Linked DNA regions of Macaca mulatta: region 1 is linked to region 2. Evidence: chromatin contacts called from public Hi-C data. All regions are on one chromosome and are shown on one strand. Each heading gives the region's core, a stretch centred on a gene start, on an enhancer-like site or on the middle of the called end of the contact. The rest is flanking DNA. Distances are from core to core; before and after follow the strand shown.

Region 1 (3,822 bases), core at 1,156-3,655, 250 kb after region 2:
TATATAGGGCAACATCCTATGTTATAGGATATGTGGACTCAGATTCCTTTTCAAAACTATCACCTACCTCCATCCTATTTTACCACCAAAGCTTATTTTACCAAAAAGCTTATGAAGCTTTTTGTTCTTTAAACACAACCAAGTTTATATTCATTTGTATATGGCACCTACGTCAAGGGGTTGATGGGAAGATTAAATAAGTCAATATATCCAAGTACTTGGATTAGTGCCTGGCAGTGGGTAACCTCTATGTAAGTCTTTGCTATTATTGTTATTATTTTTTATTATTTTTATTTGATAGAAGAATATAGAATATCAATTTCAATTCATCTCCAGTTATGGCTGTATGCAGTTAGCCTTGCAATTGTTTGAACTTTAGAGGTTAACAGACGTATTTCAGTTGAGTGAGAAAATATGCTAACCACCTTTTTCTCTGCTCTGCCCAGGGGTCTTCAAATGTCTCCTAATTCACTTTTTCAATTTTTTTTTTTTTTTTTCTTTTTAAAGATAGTCTCACTCTGTCACCCAGGCTGGAGTGCAGTGGCCCCATCTTGGCTTACTGCAACCTCCGTCTCCCAGGTTCCAGTGATTCTCCTGCCTCAGCCTTCAGAGTAGCTGGGATTATAGGCACCCACTACCATGCCTGGCTAGTTTTTATATTTTTAGTAGAGTCAGGGTTTCACCGTGTTCATTAGGCTCAGCCTCAAGTGATCCACCCCTCTTGGCTTCCCAAAGTGCTGGGATTGCAGGGGTGAGCCACCACACCCAGCCTGTTTCCTAATTCACTTCTTGCTCACTCTAATACCAACCAGGAGAGGGGAGTGCCATAGACCCCTCCCTGTTCCACTCCTTTTCTATTGGCCCCCTAGAATTAGGAATAAGACAGAAGCATATTTTTTGGCATCTTATGTGTTCTCATAAAAGAAGAGTCATCTTACTCGAGAAAGTCCACTTAAATCTGGAAAGCCCTTGCATGGCACACGATATCTCAAGTGGTAGCCTCCAAGCAAAAGATGACTATAGAACCCCCAAAATTCAAGGTCAGGAGACTGAATAATGAATGTCTGTTTATCCACCTGGTGCTTTAAAACTGACCTGTGTTTCCCATAAGATGTCTTGAGGTTGAATTATGTCACAGCAGTAATGTCTTTAACATTGTTGGGTGACATGATTTGAGAGAGATCAGATTTCATCTGGTGAGTGACAAGGCTTTACTCCCTCTTATAGTGTATTAAAACAATTAAACATTAAATGCATTTTACTGCAGACTGTTTGACTCACGTGTGCATATTAGAATATTTTTTTCAAAAACCTATGAAATAGGAGCCTAGCTCCCTGTGAATATTTATGGCGCTCATTAGCAAAGTTATCTCCAGGATGTATGATTTTCAGTTTTCTCTTTCTAATCTTCTGTTGGGAGGATGGAGGATGGGTGGAAATCAATTTTCCCAGCTAGATCTGCATTTTTCCAGTTAGAAAAGGTGTTTCATTTTAATTTGTTGTCTGTTGGTATTGAAATATTTTTCCAATCTGTTGTTATTTAAAAGAGCAAGCCCTATTCCTGTCATCATCCATTACCTGGGGCGTTATTTAGTAAGTGCTTTGTTTGTAAACAGAGAGTGGTTTTAAACAGATCTAATCCTGTGGCGATCATGTTTCCAACACTGGAGGGCGGCTGCCTGGCAGCAGCACTTTTCTATGTTTTAGTTTTTTACTTCAGTTCTTCTGAATCGATTATTTCCCCCTAATGTTTCCAGGTTAAGAAATATTTTATGCGTATTATTTGTCAAATCCATATTTCTCTTTCTGCCAAGGAGGATTAGGAATCTCTAGTGAATCAACCTGCTCTAGATAGTTTCTGGGAAAGAGGAGAGGTGAAACAGGAAAAATCCTAGCCCACTGCATTGTCTTAACCATTTAAACTAACCAGGACAAAGGGTAGCAACACCACTGAGTTAAACCACTGCATTGTTCAAAGCCCCTGTCCTCCACGTTCACCAGCACCCCAGCACACTTAACCAAAATGTTTTCTACCGGGGTTTTTGAAGAAGTACAGATTTTAGGTACTTTGCTGAACTTTTGTTTTCCTCCTGATTATTTTGTTTGACAAGAATTTCTAAACTCTTAAGGAAACCAAAATCATTCTGTTTGGCTTCTGATAGTTGAAAATACAGCTATATCTGGGGAATGTGATGATAGGGAGGAGTTATTTCTTATGTTTAAAAAAAAAAAAAAAACTAAGGAAAACAGTAGCCCTCCTTTCGGCTAGGAAATGACCATGTGTCTCTCCACTGGGGAGCAGCTGCTGGGAGCCCTGGGCTGGCAGGGAGAGCAGGTCTGTGAAGGGGGCTGCGCCGCTCCCTCACCAGCTCTGTGAGCACTGCGTTTTTCCCGGAGCCTTCATTGTCTCCCTGCGAGTCTCATGGCGTTCTTTGTCTGCGGTGGGTAGCTTGTGTCACACACTCGCAGCCCGTTGCACTCAGCAACTGTTCATCCCATTTTCTTTCTTTCCTTCTGTCCTCACTACTCTCCCCCGCCCACTCCCGAAGCCCCTCCCTTTCTTACTGGTTTTGTGATTCAAGGAATTTGAGATCATTTAGGTGAAGTAGAAGCTCAGAAGTTAGGGTTTCTTATGAGCTTCAAAGAGAGGAAACAAGATACGATGCCTTTAAAACTGACAGTGCCCCTGTATGGATCTGGGAATTACGTTCTTGAAGTAACAGTTTTTAGTTAAAAATACTGGGTGCTAGGGGTGTGGGGGGAAATGGTCCTTCCCTAGCACATTCATAATAAGTAAAGAAACCGTGCTGTTCAGTAGCACACCCATCCACCAATATTCTGGGGTGAGAATCTTGAGAGAACTGCCAGTGCCTTCTGTGCCATTGTTAATAAGAGACAAAGTGTGACAACAAATGCCTTGTGAATTTAAATAGCCAGGTATGGTGTTCAGAAAGGCTTCTGAAATAAACATGCTAATCCACATTCTGTCTTGTGCAAAGTAAAGCATTAAGGGCTTGGTGGAGCTTTACTCTAAAGTGCCTGTGTGCAGTCTCTCTCCTTTTCTTCCCATTACCTAGAGCTTACAATGCTTTTTAAGTGATTCTCTTGCTTGTGTGGAGAGCAGGAATGGGAGGAAGGTTGAGTTGATAGGGCTCTTAAAGCCATTTGTAATTTACACAGAAACTTTCCTTGTGGGAACTTAAAGCACTTCACGGATGGAAATCATATACCTGGGGCAGACTTAATTCAAGGAGCCCAATCCTTTATTGTCAAAGATATGGAAACTGAGCTTAGAGGATGTTTGGGGATGTTTCCTAGGACACAGAGTTCTAGCTGAGCTAGGACTTGAATCTGGCGCTCTTTCAAGACTCTTTCAGGGTTACATGTTAGTATCTCGGTTCCCTTGGGAAGATATTGCTGGCAAAATGTTATTCTCCTTACTTTAAAATGGGATACATGAAAGCACAGAAAAAGAAAATTGTCCAGTGTTAACCCTTCGTGACAAAGCCAGTGAGCTAGGACACTGTCTTTCTTGCAGTCCTTCTCAGCTATTTGAGTTGAATCATATTGGCCTCAAGGACATCACCCTTGGCCCCTGACATGCCAGGATTCTCATGTCTGCTTGTCTTTCCTGCACTGTCCCGTAGCCTATTACCCCTTAATACTATTTACTTCTTTTCTCCTTATGCCCAAGGAGTGTCTTGTGTTTCTCTTTAACTAGGTACTTTTCTCCCAGTATATCTGGTGTCTGAGAGCTCCCTCTAGAATTTTCCACTAGGTAACCCAGACCCAATCCATGTTTACAAAGAAGCAATGCTGCTC
Region 2 (3,929 bases), core at 770-3,269:
TATGCTTTTAGAAGACAGTTTAAAGAGAGTTAGGGAATGCTCTGGTCTTTTGTTTTGAAATTTTCTTTGCTTGTTGTCTGGTTGTCTGCAGACTGTGAGATTGGTCTATTTGCTTTAAACAGACTGAACAACTTTTAAAACAAGCAGGCTGTTATGATGGGTTGACTCATTTTGGATGTGCAAAGATGTTTACTGAGCTTCTCATTTAAAACTTGAAAATTCTTCTGTCTCAGTGTGACATAGTAATAGTTTAAAGGGGAGCGCCGTCTGTTGTAGTGTTTTGGAAGGTGGCATAAGAAAAATGTCTCTGTTCTACAGCATAATCAGCTATCTGCCTCTTCCCAAGGATTCTTCATGAGCCTTGGAAAGAAATCCATATCATTTAAGTTCCCAAGGGCAAACCACCTTTGCCAAGAGACCACTGAGTACAATTTCCAAAGATGGAACACATTTCTTGTTATGCTTCTGGTTTAGCCCAGTATCAGAGGTGGCGTCAGTCCCTGCATCCCAGGGGAGAATGTTTTCTGGAGAGTTGGGGACAACTGCAATAGGTTTTACATATTATCACAGCAAAATAATGAAATAAATAAATGAAGATGACATCCACACTACTCCCCTTCTTCACGCTACAGAGGTGGTGGGGTGAAAAGGGTGGGGGGGGGGGGTGAAAGGGATTACCAACAAGCCAGGAAGCTTACACTTCTGTCCCCTTGGCCTGAGTTAGCACCCATCTTTGTAGAACACAACTCGCTGTGTAGGGGCTTTCTCCTGCCAGAAAGGAGGCCATGGAGTGAGCAAGTCCGGGAGTGCTGGGCATTAGGACATCAAATAGCAGGTCATAGGGACCGGGGATTAGGAAACAAGAGGTCTGGTCCTGCCTCCCTCTCTAATTATTTGTGTGACTTTAGACTAGGCATTCTACCTCTTTCATCTGTAAAATGAGAGGGTTGGACTACGTATTCTCCAAGGTCCCTAACAGCTTCTAAAAAAGAAACATGTAGGGAAGTTGTGAAGCAAAACATGATGATCCCTGTTATCTGTAAAAAGAATAGACCTTGGAGGTGGTGCAAAAATAATCCGCAAGGATTCCTTGCGGTGGGTTGGAAAACTATAAGGAAATGTAGAATTGTGCGTCGTGTATAACAAGAGTGGAGATATATGAGACAATCTAAAATGGGGCACATGCAAGCTCACATCTTAAAGCAGAAAAGTCAGGCTTTTGAACCGAGGCTGGCCCTATTCTTTTCTACAATCTCTCCCCATGATAATGTAGCACCTTGTGCACACAATTAAATGTCAGCCACAGAAAACATTTCCCTTGGCTTTGTTGTTCCAGAACGGGATTCTTTTGTCCTCAATATAATGGATATGCAGAAACAATGATAGAACAGAGATTTTTTTTCTAAAGCGATGACAAACACACTGCTGCTTCCTCCCTCTCTCCCTCCTTCCTCCTTATCCCCACCCCCCAAAATAAATCATTGTTCCAAAAAAAAAAAAAAATCCCATTGTCTATTGTCCACGGAGATCAAGATCTGCCTAGGAACAGCTCTGGCGGGCGCTACAGCAGCCCCGAGCAGCCGGTAGGTGGCGCACGAAGGCAGCGCAGGCGGAGCGCGGGGCCGAGCCCAGAGCGGGGGTCTCGCCGCCCCCACCCCTGCCGCCGCCGCCGCAGCCGCCGCCTTCCACCCCCTCTTCGCGTGCTAATTGCTGGATACTCTACTGGGACTTCGGTCAGGGAAAAAGAAAGCGGGAATGGGAGGCGGGGAAGGGAGGTGGGGAATCCGGTTCCGAATACACAAAGCCTCCGGGGCTTCGGCGTCCCAGGAGCAGGGCGCCCCCGGCCTCTTCCCCTCCTCCTCTCTCCCTGGGCGCGGGGCTGCGGCCAGCCGGCCTCGGCTTCCGCCGGAGGGGCACACAGACCAGCGGGAGGAAAATGGGGACCGCGTGCGCAGCCCCACGCGCCGCGGCGCCTGACGCCGGTCCGAGCCTGGGCGCTTCCCTCCCCAGCTCACCCATCCCGGCCGCGGAGCCCAGACCCACCCCGAGCGCAGGCCCGCCTGGCGGGAGTCGCCCTCCTCTCGAGGAATGCCGAGGCCCGCAGGAGGATTCCTTGACCTGACCTCGGGCCTCTGAGCAGCGGGCTCTGGCTGCGCCCGAGAACAGGAGGCTCCCCCAGGGGGTGTCTGGGCCGGCGGGCGAGCCCCCTTCCCGGAGGAGCCGCGGGGCCCATGCCCTCTGTGTCGGGGCTAAAGCTGTCAGCTCCTGCAAAGATGAACGGCCCATGTGGTCGCCTGAGCCCCCCAACCTCTGCTTGGTGGAACATGATGTTAAAGAGTTCTGCTGGCCCTAAAGTCAGAAGCCTGGATTGAAACGTGAGCATTGACACCTTGGGGTTCTGTGACCTTGAGGATGTTCCTAAACTTCCGAACTCCGCACCTCCCCAGCTATCAAATGCAGGGAATAATACTTACTAGGAATGTTGTGAGGATTTTTAAAAAGTGCTTCTTAACTTAGCAGGAAGCCTGGCAGAGAGTAACTATCATTATGAACAACCCGACTCTCCTTGTAGGAGGAGGGAGAGGCACAGTTTGCCGCCCTTGAGACAGACCTGGCATCGCTGTTGCAGAGACTCAGGAGTAAGGGTTCCCAGCCGAGGAAACGCGGCTCCTAACAGGAGCTCCCATCTGTTCTCCGCTGTCCCCAACCCCCATCCTCCTCCTGCCCTGCTGCTGTGACTGTGTGGGGCACTCCCCCTCTCCCTCCGCTCCCTGGATAGACCTGTGATTTATGCCCCTTCTCTTTTGGAGAGTTCTGACAGAGTTGTATCACCCGGGCTTGGGAGGCAGACACACGGGGTGGAACCCCGGCTCCCCCATTTGCTAGCTGGGAATTTAACCTCTGGGGCTTCAGTTCACTCCTCTATAAAATGGTGGGCCTGATACCTACTACGGAGACAGGTTTTTTTTTGTGATGATTAAGGGAAATACTGTGTATAACTGCTGGCATGTACTGTCTCTTCAGTAAATTTGAAAATTTAAATTTTACAGCTGAAATTAGGTTAGATTATCTTGCAGAAAATGATGGTGGTTGACTGGAATTTCCAGATTTCCACCGAAGGTGAACCCAGCAACTGCTAACAACTTCTTACTCCCATCTGAGTCAGCAAGGTTATTTCCCTCCAGGAAAAGAGCAGAAATCCAGTGAGGCCGCATTCTCCCCAGAGCCTCACAGGTGTAACTCAGACACTTACTTAGGTTTAGATGGCCATTTTAGAGCTGGAAGAGTCTCTGGGGGTGGGCCTGGCTTTAAAGTCGCATTCTGAGCCATTTGTGTGTCTGGCTCATCAGGGCCTCCTTCCTATCCATCCCCGCATGCACACTGCCACCCAAGCAGAGGTGTGGTGGCTGGGGCAAGGGACTGAGCCAGCATCCACCTGAGGCAGGTAGGTCAGGAGCTGTGGACCCTTCTCTAAAAGGATACTGGAAAATTTCCATGAGCATCGAATTTGTATAGCTGTTAGAAGTCCAGGCCTTGGGCAGACTGATTCCCAGAGGCGGTGACAGGACCAACAGGCAGCTGTGGTTGCCAGCCTCCCAGATGCCCTCCAGTGACCCTTGCCTCCTGGTATTTATGTTCTTATATATTCTCCCCTATGAAGCAGGGCTAACCTGTGTGATCAAGTGAATATTGCAAAATGACAGTGTGACTTTCAAGCCCATAAAAGGCATTGTGGCTTCCACCTTGCTGTCTTTTGTATCACTCATTCTGAGGAAAGCTAGGCACCATGTCATGAGAACACTCAAGTAGTTGCTTGGAGTGGCCATGTTTCAAGGAACTGAGGCCTCCACCATCAGCCAGCAGCAACTCACCAGCCATGTGAGTCAGCCATCTAGGAAGAGGATTCTCTAATGCTAATCACACCTTCA

Evidence for each region. Hi-C and Micro-C count contacts between places; a contact is called where the count stands out from the background.
Region 1: a Hi-C map of liver shows a contact between it and region 2, with 5 times the contacts expected there. The contact joins two enhancer-like sites. A contact is called at or near these places in 2 of 14 Hi-C or Micro-C datasets (CD4 T cells and liver).

The regions. Positions count from the first base shown.
Region 1 is chr5:148,875,849-148,879,670 of T2T-MMU8v2.0, reverse strand. The region is part of intron 1 of MAML3 (mastermind like transcriptional coactivator 3); the gene reads left to right. Among named protein-coding and RNA genes, the nearest start is that of MAML3, 150 kb to the left of the region's middle. Within about 2 kb of position 2,405, at least 17 of the 40 cell types and tissues checked have an H3K27ac peak or open chromatin away from gene starts, as enhancers often do. A contact at or near this core is called in liver, where this site is marked.
Region 2 is chr5:149,123,106-149,127,034 of T2T-MMU8v2.0, reverse strand. No RefSeq gene overlaps it. Among named protein-coding and RNA genes, the nearest start is that of SCOC, 91 kb to the left of the region's middle. Within about 2 kb of position 2,019, at least 18 of the 40 cell types and tissues checked have an H3K27ac peak or open chromatin away from gene starts, as enhancers often do. A contact at or near this core is called in liver, where this site is marked.